Linked DNA regions of Capsicum annuum: region 1 is linked to region 2. A link is a contact called in public Hi-C data. All regions are on one chromosome and are shown on one strand. The core of a region is the stretch at or near the end of the contact, and the rest is flanking DNA. Distances in the headings are between cores, read along the strand shown.

Region 1 (5,902 bases), core at 301-2,800, 180 kb after region 2:
GTCAAAGTAAGTCATTCTTTTTTAAACGGAAGGAGTATTTACTTTCAAACAAAATAAATTCCTTAAAAGTAAAACATTTACTTTCCTTATAGGTTAGTACACCACATGACTCAAAATCCTCATATTAATGGTTCTGATTTGGTAGACGACATGACTCAAAATTCTCTAACAATAAACAATTCCAATTTGGACTTATAGACAAAAGGATAGAAAATTCTCATGTTAACAGTTTCAAACTGGATTGTTAGACTACAGGACTCAAAATCCTCATATTAATGATTCCAGTTTGGTAGACCAAAAGACAAATCCTCACAACGATTTTGATCTGAATTGATCGACGGCATGATTCAACATCCTCATGTTAACAGTTCCAATTTGGTATATGTGACAATACTCAAAATCCTCATATTAATGCTTTCAATTAAAAAAAAATAGATAAATTAAATTAGTTTTATGAATGACATTTCATGTTCACTTTTCCGTCCTACCTATTCCACGTCCACTCTTAAAATATTTTTTTAAGATTCTCCACAAATACTTTTTAGATAATTTTTTTTTTTATATATCGAACATCAGAAATATGACAAGTACAAGAACTATGTTGCTCGCTCGAGTCTTAAAAATATTTTCATACTTGTATTGAATCCTATAAAAATACATTACTTTAAAAGAGTTAACCCCTCATTTTATATAACATTTTTAAAGAGTTCAAACTATAAAAGCTAACAATTAGACCTCATAAACATCAAAGAAGAACCACTTGAATAAAAGCTTCTACTATGCGCAAGATTCCAAAAAAAGACCAAATCAAAAATATCTATTATATGCATACTTCTTACCTTGTATTTCTATCAGAAGTTTGTATTTCTATCAGAAGCTGCTTCCACAACTTAAACTCATAATTTGCTAATCACATGGCATGAACTATACCAATTGCTCCAACGCTCTCCTTCTAACTGATCAAATTGATCAATTAATCAATTTCTTAGTGTTATAAATATTCTTTTTATCATTATACGTGATTAAAATTATACTTCATTCCATCTTTAGAAACGAATTTAGTTACATTGAATATGGGGATATTTCACAAAGATTATAATGTTTTTGTGATATTAGTTGGTTGTGCAAATTTTTGTGATAGGTAGAGATTGTTTCTGATGATCCTCGACTCAAAAGAAGTGAAATAAAAGCAAGATTGAAAAGAAAGATAACAGCAACGGCAGATTTTTAAATCCTAGAATCACAATTTAAAAATGAATATCAATCATAATATAATCAAATTTCCAATGGAAAAATGACTCATCATATAAATTTACAAATGCCTCAATCGAATATAAGTTGTTTACCTTATATTACACGCGATTTAATCGAAAGAAAATAGTCAAAAATTATAAAATTCGCTTTACAAACAAACTCACAGACACTCACCAAGAACCAAATTGAGGGGGGAAATTCAGTTTAGGCCAAAACCAGATACTTTCACAATGGACATTGTCCTCACCTTTTTGTACAACAAATGAATCGTCATTGCTTTAGCACCATTTGAATAGCATCATGTTGAGCTTTCGTCAAACTCTGCAAACATCGGTTGTTAAAACTATAATAACGCGTTCAAAATATGATATCGTAGAGTTTGCGCTGAACCTGTGAAAGATGACTGAAAATTGTTCCTTCACTGTGGGAGAATTTCTTGAGAAAATCTACTAGATAATTCACCAGATTTATCTGAAGACGCGGTTGTGTTGGATAAGTCAGTTTATACTAATGCAGCGACAACGTTCAGATATGATGTATGTTGTATAGCACAGGATGCACAAATACCTCATTAAGGGGGTCGGCACCACTAAGAAGGTCATCATCATCACCATCATCCTGGTCCTAGTAAAATGAATTTAAGGATTAAAAGGTGATTAGTTCGAAGGAAATTGATGGAGTGACAGATGAGAAAGAGAGAATAGCAGCGTTTGATAAACCTCGTCGAAAGCCTTGGCCATCGCGTCAAGGTAATCATGAGATGGTCTACCACGGGGTATGGCACTACTTGATAAAATTAAAGCTTCGTCTGTCTCAACGTCTCCGTCTTGAACTTCCTCCCAATCACTATCCTGGCACAAGGAATTTGTGTAAGATTTAGGATCTTATGGGCTAGTATTTATACAGTGCTTTAAGGACTGGAATTACCTCGTCACCGCCAACTACAACTTGCTCTTGAATTTCGATCAAGGCGTCCGCTAATAAAGCAAGTATCTATCAAGTCCATAAATACAAGTTCTGTTAGAAGATCTAATAGTTACTACTCAGCAAAGTTAGATTACACATCTGCCTAAGAACACACCAAGATAGAAGTACGCGCCATAAATCAATTGCTGAAAGACAGATGAAAATGTAGAATGTGGTATACATGAATTTATCATTAACGGGTGAGCAAGCAATGTCAACTGAAGAATTAAAAGTCCTATACAACAAACGTTGTGTCATGCCTGATGAGAACTCGGCATGTACTTCATGTGAAGTGGGCATAAACATACAAAGAAAAATACACATTAAGCTGTAAATCTCAGAAATTGTCCATAACAGTAACAATACCTTTGCAGGAAGAGGCATCAACGTCCATTGATCTGGAGCTATTTTAGCTTTTGAGCGTGTAGTTATCCCTGCAGTAGACTTCAAAATAACCAGAAAATGGATTTGAGTCTATGGTGAACTCTGCTTCTAAATGAACTGAGCAAAAACAAAACCAACCTGAATTATATAGCCTTGAACATTCAGTTTCCCCAATTCAACGTGCTTTGTAAGTAAAAGTAAAGCCAAAGCGGTAGTGGTAACTTTGATCTGGTAGGCCCCCTGAATTTCGCCTGAATATTAACATGTTTTTAGTAGAGCAAATATACAAGCAGGTGTCAAGATGTAATCATGACGCATAACCGAGACAAAGCAAATAGAGCAAAAGATCGATAATATGCTCAAACGATGCATTTACAAGTTCCTTGATAATGCCAATAAAGGACCAGTAAGCCCGTAAACTTGCCTTGCAACTTTGTCCACTGAATCATTAAGTACACGAAGGAGTTAGGATGACCTTCTGCTGGGATTGACACCAACAACTCAATAAATTGTTCAACATGAGGAGCACTCATGTGGACCTACAACGAAAAATACACCTCAGATCATTCCAGCATCATCACATTGCTATAGAAAAGCATCAAGTACAAACGGGAATAAGCAATTAAAAGAACAAGATTCCCAAATTCGTTACTGATAAACTTGCAAATACTAGTTTATCTGTAAAGCAAGAACGGGAACATTGTAATAACTAATATGTGCGTGCTATCAGAAGATGTGCTGGCAAACGACTACCAAAATCTCAATTTCTGAAAAGAAAAAAAAAGAGAAGAAATCACAATTTTGTTTTGGATCTGATCCTAAAGCATCGCAAAGTATCGTGAATTAAAAGCTAAATAGGAAAAAAGACCTTTTATGTGTGTTGTGTGTAGTCCACAAATTTATGTTAAGAGTCTACTTATTTCCTTTTTAACATCTACCACCAAAAAGTGGCATGTTGATATAAGCAAATTTAGCTCATTGGGCGACTGAAACGAGACCACCACATATGCAGCAGTTACCAGCCAAAAACGCAAAGACATCCTCAAATAAGGGTGAGGAAACCATACCAATCTGGCAAATATAACCAACAAAGAGCTTCTTAACCCAGAATGTTTACAAGATTGCATGCGCCTCAGAAGAGCAGCAACCAGGTCTCTGATATGTTGGGCCATCTGTGAAGGGAGGTGCAGAATAAGTTGCAGGATATAGCTCCCAACAAAAAGTGCTCCAGAACTTTCTAGATCAGGGTCCAGAAGCCTGCACACAGTACTTGTCAACAATAAACCATTCAAGCAGCATAAATATATCGTTCACACAGTATAGTAGATGTCTACGATTCTGCAACCCTCAACATAATCACAGGACAAGCTCAATATGATCCCTTCTAGATGATCTTCTAACTTAAGCAACAACTATAGATGCCTCAGGTGCTCAATAGCTGAAAAAACTAATAATAGGAATGAAACTATATGTGGTTATCTTTACTATCAGGTTGTACACCTCCTGCCTCCCCACCGAGGAAAATGGTTAAAACGAGAGGAAAAATAGACGAAAGAGTGAGCAAACAGATGAAAAACATGAATCTCTCATACTTTTAAACTTCTACTTTGAAGTATTACAGCAGTCTACAAGATTTCAGTGCTCCATGTTAAAGTGGAAGATAAAAACAATAATAGCTTATGCTGGTATGTATCTTGATATGACATCTGCGCACCATGTTACAGTGGAAGATCAAAGAGATTGCTCGATCAAAAATAGATGATAGCAAGTGATCGATGAGCCTACCAGCCCCATATTACAAATGAAGCATGATAAACAGACAAATTGAAATTCAAAGGCTCAACAGGGCAGATGGGAAAAGGAAGAATGACAACCCAACCTTGAAGCCACATCAAGCAAACTTCTCATTGCAAATGCAGTGTCACCACCCCAAGCAAGCAATTCTTCTTTCCCCGCAGATATAAGAGCAGCTAAGCACTGTGTTGCATTCTGAACCCAAACCAACACTAATGTGTTAGTTCAAGCTTCTGACATCGAAGTAATACTAACAGAAGCATAAGTTAGAAGCAATTTCCAAGTAGAAACAGAGTGCACATATGTAACCTGCATTTCACTATGATCATCACTTTGAAGGACTATACGAACAACAGGATCAAAAGAGACTTCATACACCGCCTTGACTACATCAGTTGGGGCATTCTGAAAAAAACACATAATTGATACATTAGATAACTTCATAACAAAGTATCTTCCAATCGGACAAGAAACAGAAGTTACATAAAGATGGTATCAATAAAGATCCTTATTTTACGCAGAACATCACCTTCAGCAACATTGTCACGAGATCTAGTGAAGCAGCAACTAAACCCTCCGGCTGCTGTTGTGGCTGACAGATGACGAAAACTTTATCAGGCACAATTACTAATACAACCTTTCTATGAATAAGATAATCTAATTTCAAGAAAAAGCACCCTTTATAAGACATAAAATTCAGAACATACATTATTTAGAATGGGCCCAATATAAGGTAAAACTCGAGAAACCACTGGGTGTATACAACCGGGAGCATTTTTTATTGCCTGCAAGCAAAAGGGAAATTGGAGGCCAATTAACATTGTACCAGAAGATAATATAATTAAAGTCCTTAAGCAAGCGATGTCACGCAGCAAATATCTATAAATTCAATAAGAAAAATGCATGAAAAGTGAGAATTCATCTGAAATAAGAACATTACATATACATACACATGCATACATATATAATGCACACACACACATATAAATGCTCATTACGGATTTCCATCTACTATAAATCACAAATATATTCTGCACATTTACCTGAGCCAAAGGAAAGGAGGTAGGTTCAAAGACAGAACTGACTTTTACCAAAGCAGTTAGGACAAGTTCCCTGGTTTTGGCATGACATTAAGTGATAAGTTGACTTGCTTATATTTGTCAACTATGTTGATACAGGTTTGGGTACCCAATGCGGGTGTGGATCTGGAGGTTGGATTCTTCATCACAAAAATTTTATCACAATAAAAGATGTATGTCACGACATATATACGTATATATTTTTATTAATTCAAGTTGCTGAACTAAAACTAATAAACTCATCCTTTATAAACACCTAAGATTTTATTCACAAGATATCTCATGTATAGCATAGTGTTTACATACACAGTTACGACACTCAGAAGCAAACAAAATACACAATCAATCTATACTTCTTGGTCAAAGATGTAGCCAAAGCACCCAGGTAAGTTGGCCAAATCCGATGTGAATCCCACCTCCACACC
Region 2 (6,027 bases), core at 7-2,506:
AGAGCCTCTTGATCGGTTCAAAGTCATCAGGAACAGAACCTATAATGGATGCCAAATCTATGTCCAATTTTGTTGATGCTATCAACAAAGATCTGATGGAGCTGCTAGGCCATAATGCCAGCTGGAAAGTTACCTTTGATGATCGAATACCATGGCTCAAACAAGGACTTCCTTACCTTTCTACATTTCTCCACGACATAGCATCCAAACGCACTCCACTTGAAGAATTCAATTCTCATCAATCACACATGGAAGATATAGCCATTGAGGCAGCAATTGTGATCTACTCCTCCTATGATGAGAGAATGAATGTGAGGTCCACGGAAATAGATCGTAAGCATTTTCTTTGGCAGCTGAATTTTAATTGTGTCAAGGTAGAAATCGGTCTGATTCAGCTACTAAACAATGAAGCCACCATAATAGCTCCTCTGAAAGATCTGATTGATGATGTCCGAGAACAGCTGATATTCTTGGGAACTTTACAAATGGATTCAACGGAGCAATGCAAAGAGCAAACTAAGATAGCTGATTTGTTGACACTGATTCAATCTGTGAATAACCAAGCATGCTTTATCATTGATTTTGTTTCTCGTCACATGAAGAAAGAAGACACGGAGCATGAAACCTAGGCAGATATGTCCCAACATTTCAACATCATCGACACTGGATCATCCTACGATAAATCTTCTGAATTTTCTTCCTATCTTATTTCAGCACGCTAAAATCCTCAAAGACACAATCTTCGCTTAGCCCCAAGATGGATGAGGTTTTGATGGGGTTTCATGAATATATTCTTGGCAACATACTACTAAAGGATGAAAGTTATTTGATGTTTACTGTCGCAAATGAGGTTAAAAAGTACTACTATGGGTTGTTGCTCCTGGTAACATATCTTGTTGATCCTCCAGTTCAGAATGATTTATTGACAAGATTTGGAACTTTTGCAATTGATGCTGAATCTGCTCTCTGTTTAATTTATGAGGAACCTGTGGATAGCAACAAAAGTAGGAAGGTCAATCTTGTTCTTCAGTTTTTGATGATTTCTTTCGAGCTTATCAAGTCTGAAGGAAACTTAATGGTTCTACTACAGCAGGAATCCACGTTGAAAGCTGAAATTATGGATGTGATTGAATGTGTTCATAAAGAGCTTATTTTGCTTAAAGCTTTTCTGGTGGATGTTCTCACGCAACACACAGAGCTTAGCGAATTGCATGATCTCTTAATGCACGCTGAAGTGACTGCCCACAAGTTAGGACAAATCTGTAGTTTTTGTTATGGAAGTTTCGTTGACGGCTCCAGCACTCAGCAAATGAGGCTTTCATTATCTGATCCTCTACAAGAGATTGAGTCTCTGAAGGTTGAGTTCAGAAAAGTATTCATTCAACTTCTGGATGCATCACCGTGCAACATGACAGATGGAGAAGGCCTTAACAATTTCTTATTGAACCGCCAGGACAGGCTGCCCAACTATGATGACTGTTCAATCTCTTTTCTGAAGAATCAGATCCTAGTAGTCGAAAACAAATCAGAGTATTTGGGCTCTTTTCTTGCAGATATTATACAGTATCGCAATATGCATCAAGAACTCAAAGACCTCGTGAGATGCGTTCAAGATGTAAATTATGTCTGTTTCTTCAATGTCAAGGGTTATAGACCCTCTTGGTATTACATGTTGTATCTCTCTGATGTTGAGAAATTGCTCAAGCATATTGAAGCGGAGGTCAAAATGATCTGTCTTAAAGTTACACATTCATTAGGTTATAGTTTCCCCAAGACAGATGGATTAGGATTTCTCAAATGTTTCTTGGGCAAATTGGAGGAGCTGTTGCGTTCTAATCTTGCTTCGGATATCAATTTAAAGTATTGGATTGAATCAGTCAAGGAGGGCTTATTGAGTCTCAGATCATTGATAGATCATTTTGCAGAAAACTTAGATGAGCATGATGAAGTTTATGGTCTTGTAACAAGTGTTACTGAAATTGCGAACAAGGCCGAGTATGTCATTGACTCGTGCTTGGCCTGTTCTCATCCACTCTGGTACAAAATTCTTTGGATTTCTGAAGTTCTTGAGCATATTAAGCTTGAAAATAAAGTTGTTAGTGAGACTTGTCAAAGAAAGAAAATAGATGCGACAGCCCACGAAGTCAAAAAGACAACTTATCGTGCATCCTCTTTATCAGCTAGTACTCCAATATCAAATGAAGAAACTGAGGGTTTCCAGGAGGCAATGGACACAATAAAAGAGCAGCTACTTGGAGGATCACCTCAGCTAGATGTCATATCATTGGTCGGAATGCCGGGAATCGGTAAGAATACTCTTGCTAAGAAGATTTACAATGATCTGATCGTTACCGGTCACTTTGATGTTCATGCTAAGTGTCATGTGACGCAAGTGTATTCATGGAGAGAACTGCTTCTGACCATTTTGAATGATGTTCTTGAGCCTGCTGATCGCACTGAAAAAGGAGATGGTGAAATAGCTGATGAGCTGCGTCGATTTTTATCAACCAAGAGATTCTTAGTTCTCATCGATATGTGTGGGACTATAATGTGTGGGACAGTTTACATATGTGCTTTAAAGATGCTCGGTATGGGAGCAGAATTATACTAACGACCCATTTAAGCGATGTTGCCAATTATGCTAAAAGTGAAAGCAATCCCCACCATCTTCGTTTATTCACAGATCGCGAGAGTTGGAGATTATTGCATGAAGAGGTGTTTCAAGAAGAGAGTTGTCCATCTGAACTTAGAGACGTGGGGTTTAGGTTAGCAAAAAGTTGTGGCGGGTTGCCTCTCTTCATTGTATTAGTTGCTGGTATTCTGAAAGTGAAAAAGAAGCAAGTGGATTGGTGGAAAGAAGTGGAAGAACGTCTAGATGCGCAAAATATGGGTAGCCTGGGAGAGAGCATGCGTATAATTGGATTCAGTTATAGGAATTTACCACACTATCTGAAGCCTTGTTTTCTTTATTTTGGCGGACTTTTGAAGGGCAAGGATATTCATGTCTCCAAATTGACACGATTGTGGCTCTGTGAAGGATTTGTACAAGCATCAGAAGATGCTGCACAAAATCTTCTGGAAGATCTTATTAGCCGAAATCTTGCAATGGGCATGAAGAAGAGACCAAATGGCAAGGTGAAAATGTGCCGTGCTCATGACGTTACATCAATTCTGCTTGGAAAAGGCCAAACAAGAGAATTTCCTTCTCCGGATCAATAGGTATAAGAACTTAAGAACTACTCTATTCTATTCTATTCCATTATGTTCCTAACTCTCATTATTCATGTGATTTTTTCTTTTCGCTCGATCAGATTCACGAACAGGATATGTTTCCTGAAAAGCCTGAGGAATATCGATTGTTTCTTCATTCTTCCCAAGATCAGATTGATCTCTGGCAGCCATCTTGCTCAAATGTCCGGTCTTTAATATTCAACATGATTGATCTAGATAACTTGTTATGGCCACTTGACATCTCTTTTATCTTTGACATCTTCAAACTTGTTAAAGTGTTGGACTTGGAATCTTTCAACATTGGTGGTACTTTTCCTAGTGAGATCCAATCTCTAATTCATCTGAAGTACTTTTCTGCTCAAACCGAAGCAAATTCAATTCCTTCATCTATAGCTAAGCTTTGGAAGCTTGAAACGTTTGTGGTAAGAGGATTGGGAGGAGAGGTGATATTACCGTCTTCCATTCTGACGATGGTCAATTTGAGGCATCTACTTGTAAAGCAGCGTGCGTCATTTAGTCTGGAGAACCGGGGTGAACCTCTTGCTTACTCTCAATTAGATAATCTGGAAATCTTTTCCACTCCACGTCTCTCTTTTGGTGAAGATGCTGAAACAATATTGAGAAAGATGCCAAATTTGAGAAAGTTGAGTTGCATATTTTCAAGGGCATTAGGCTATTCAGAGAATGTGAAGGGACGGTGTGTTCTTTTTCCCAGATTAGAGTTTTTAAGTCACCTTGAGTCCCTCAAGCTTGTTTCCAACAGCTATCCGGCTAAACTTCCACGTCTTTAATTTCCCCGTAACACTAAAGGAATTGACTCTGTCCAAGTTTCGTCTACCTTGGAACCAACTTTCAACCATTGCAGAATTGCCTAACTTGGAGATTCTAACGTTACTTCTAAGAACATTTGAAGGTGATAAATGGGAAGTGAAAGACTCAGAGCTCCGTGAACTCAAATACTTAGAATTGGACAACCTCAATATTTCACAGTGGTCTGTATCTGATGATGCTTTTCCTAAGCTTGAACGTTTGGTTTTAACCAAATGTAAGCTGCTTGAGAGAATTCCTTCTCATTTTGATGACGCTGTATGTCTCCAAAGCATTGAAGTAAACTGGTGCAGCTGGGATGTCGCCAAGTCTTGTCAGGAAATTCTAAGAACTCAACACGATGATATGGCAAATGATGCATTTACAGTTATGATACAGCCTCCAGATTGGGCTAGAAGATCATTCACTTGACTCTTATATGGTATGTTCCTTCCATAGTCATCTGAGTACATTTCCACTCGTTCGTTTTTCGCTTACACCAGAACATGCTTATTGGTTACCTCTTGAATGTTAAGTTCTTACTGCTAAGACTGGTGAAAGTTTTGATGTGTACTGCACTATGTCTGCAGAGTGATTGATTGACCCTTCGTCTGTATCTTTAGAAATTTTCTGGTAAGGAAACCTGGAAGAATGGCATAACACATAAACAAACACTCAAACTTGGCCTCAGCTGGCAAGTAAATACTCCCGACTTTGAGTATGCACATCTAGACTTCTCAACTAGTCTTCACTGCGTCAGTTGAACACTCCAACTTACAAAATGATCAGCTAGAGACCTCCAAAGTTTATGTTCCACATCAGCATCAGGCATCCACGAGACACAATAAGGATGAGTACATTTCCACTAGTTCATTGGTTCAGATTATTTTGTTGCTGTTACTTGTTACTGCTGTTCCTTTTCCTGAATGCCATGTAATTCTTCCTTTATCATTTGTTATGTCTTCTTTCATTGATATATGTTACTTGAGCCGGATGTCTTCCAAATATAGCCTCTCTACCTCCAAAAGATAGTGTTATATCTGCCATGCACTTCCGGATCTCCAACATATGCAAGTTCATCCGTGAATATCGCAAAGTGCGAGAGTCTAAGTTGCAAAGCAGACAACACAGAATGAGATGCCTATGATTAATATTAAGCTACAATGTAATATGATGGATGAATCTAAACTAACAATCGTTGGAAGATTTCTCAAGCTAAGGTCACATATTGAGAGAATTGAAATGTTTACAATTGTAAGAGCAATGCTTTTATACTTGGTGATCTTTTCTATACTATTCACTGTAGAAGACAGTAGTAATTCTATTCATTGCTAGTATTGCTACACTTGAAAGCGGTGACGGAGAAGAAATTTTATTAATCGGTGTCAAAACCAAATATATAAACGTAATACTCGTAAAAATAAGGAGAGTCAATATATTGTATGCGGATTGGTGTCATATTGACAAGGTGGCTCTACCAATGCTCGAACAAATTACAAAAAAAAAAAAAACATATTGAAGTACTTGTTGATTAGAGGTAGCAAAAACACTGTGAAATTAGTCGAGGTACATAGCAAGCTAAAACAAAGACCATGACCTACCTTTGAATGTTAAGCATGGCCTTAACTTCCCTTTGCTCTTCCATTAAATCCTCACTAACATATCTCTTCAATAGCTCCATCTTCCGCCGCACCACCATCCTTTCGATCTCCTTCTCATCTGGTAATGACACATGTACCACAAATTCTTCTCCGCTTTCCTCCTCCTCCTGCGCTGTAATACCCCATTATCATAAATTAGTGAGTGTTTTAGTTGAAAAGAAAATATATTTATATAAGAGAAAATGGGCTAAAGCCCATATTAATTAGAAAGAGGAAAGGAATGGGCAATGCCCATATACCTGGCCCAAACCAAATAAGAAAGGGATTAAAAGAATTGGGGATTTGAGGGGAATAGGTGGGTTTATAAGGCCTCCCCTTCATGCTGCAA

What was found. A called contact is a pair of places that touch in the nucleus more often than the background predicts.
Region 1: a Hi-C map of leaf shows a contact between it and region 2, with 2.1 times the contacts expected there. The contact joins two enhancer-like sites. A contact is called at or near these places in 2 of 5 Hi-C or Micro-C datasets (leaf and placenta).

What each region holds. Positions count from the first base shown.
Region 1 is chr11:5,710,936-5,716,837 of UCD10Xv1.1, forward strand. It overlaps LOC107847743 (importin-9), which reads right to left. Exons shown (of 33, transcript XM_016692199.2): 21 at 5,106-5,183; 22 at 4,928-4,990; 23 at 4,708-4,803; 24 at 4,484-4,593; 25 at 3,672-3,861; 26 at 3,029-3,143; 27 at 2,743-2,855; 28 at 2,587-2,664; 29 at 2,182-2,247; 30 at 1,974-2,105; 31 at 1,822-1,878; 32 at 1,645-1,725; 33 at 1,247-1,575. The coding sequence ends at 1,525. Among protein-coding and RNA genes, the nearest start is that of LOC107847743, 33 kb to the right of the region's middle. Within about 2 kb of position 1,551, at least 2 of the 5 cell types and tissues checked have an H3K27ac peak or open chromatin away from gene starts, as enhancers often do. A contact at or near this core is called in leaf, where this site is marked.
Region 2 is chr11:5,536,170-5,542,196 of UCD10Xv1.1, forward strand. LOC107848135 (putative late blight resistance protein homolog R1B-23) reads left to right here. Exons shown (of 8, transcript XM_016692822.2): 2 at 1-625; 3 at 627-701; 4 at 703-2,531; 5 at 2,534-3,158; 6 at 3,160-3,219; 7 at 3,317-4,015; 8 at 4,017-5,043. The coding sequence ends at 4,470. It overlaps LOC124888616 (a long non-coding RNA gene), which reads left to right and starts at 5,821. Exons shown (of 2, transcript XR_007047087.1): 1 at 5,821-6,027. Within about 2 kb of position 1,257, at least 1 of the 5 cell types and tissues checked has an H3K27ac peak or open chromatin away from gene starts, as enhancers often do. A contact at or near this core is called in leaf, where this site is marked.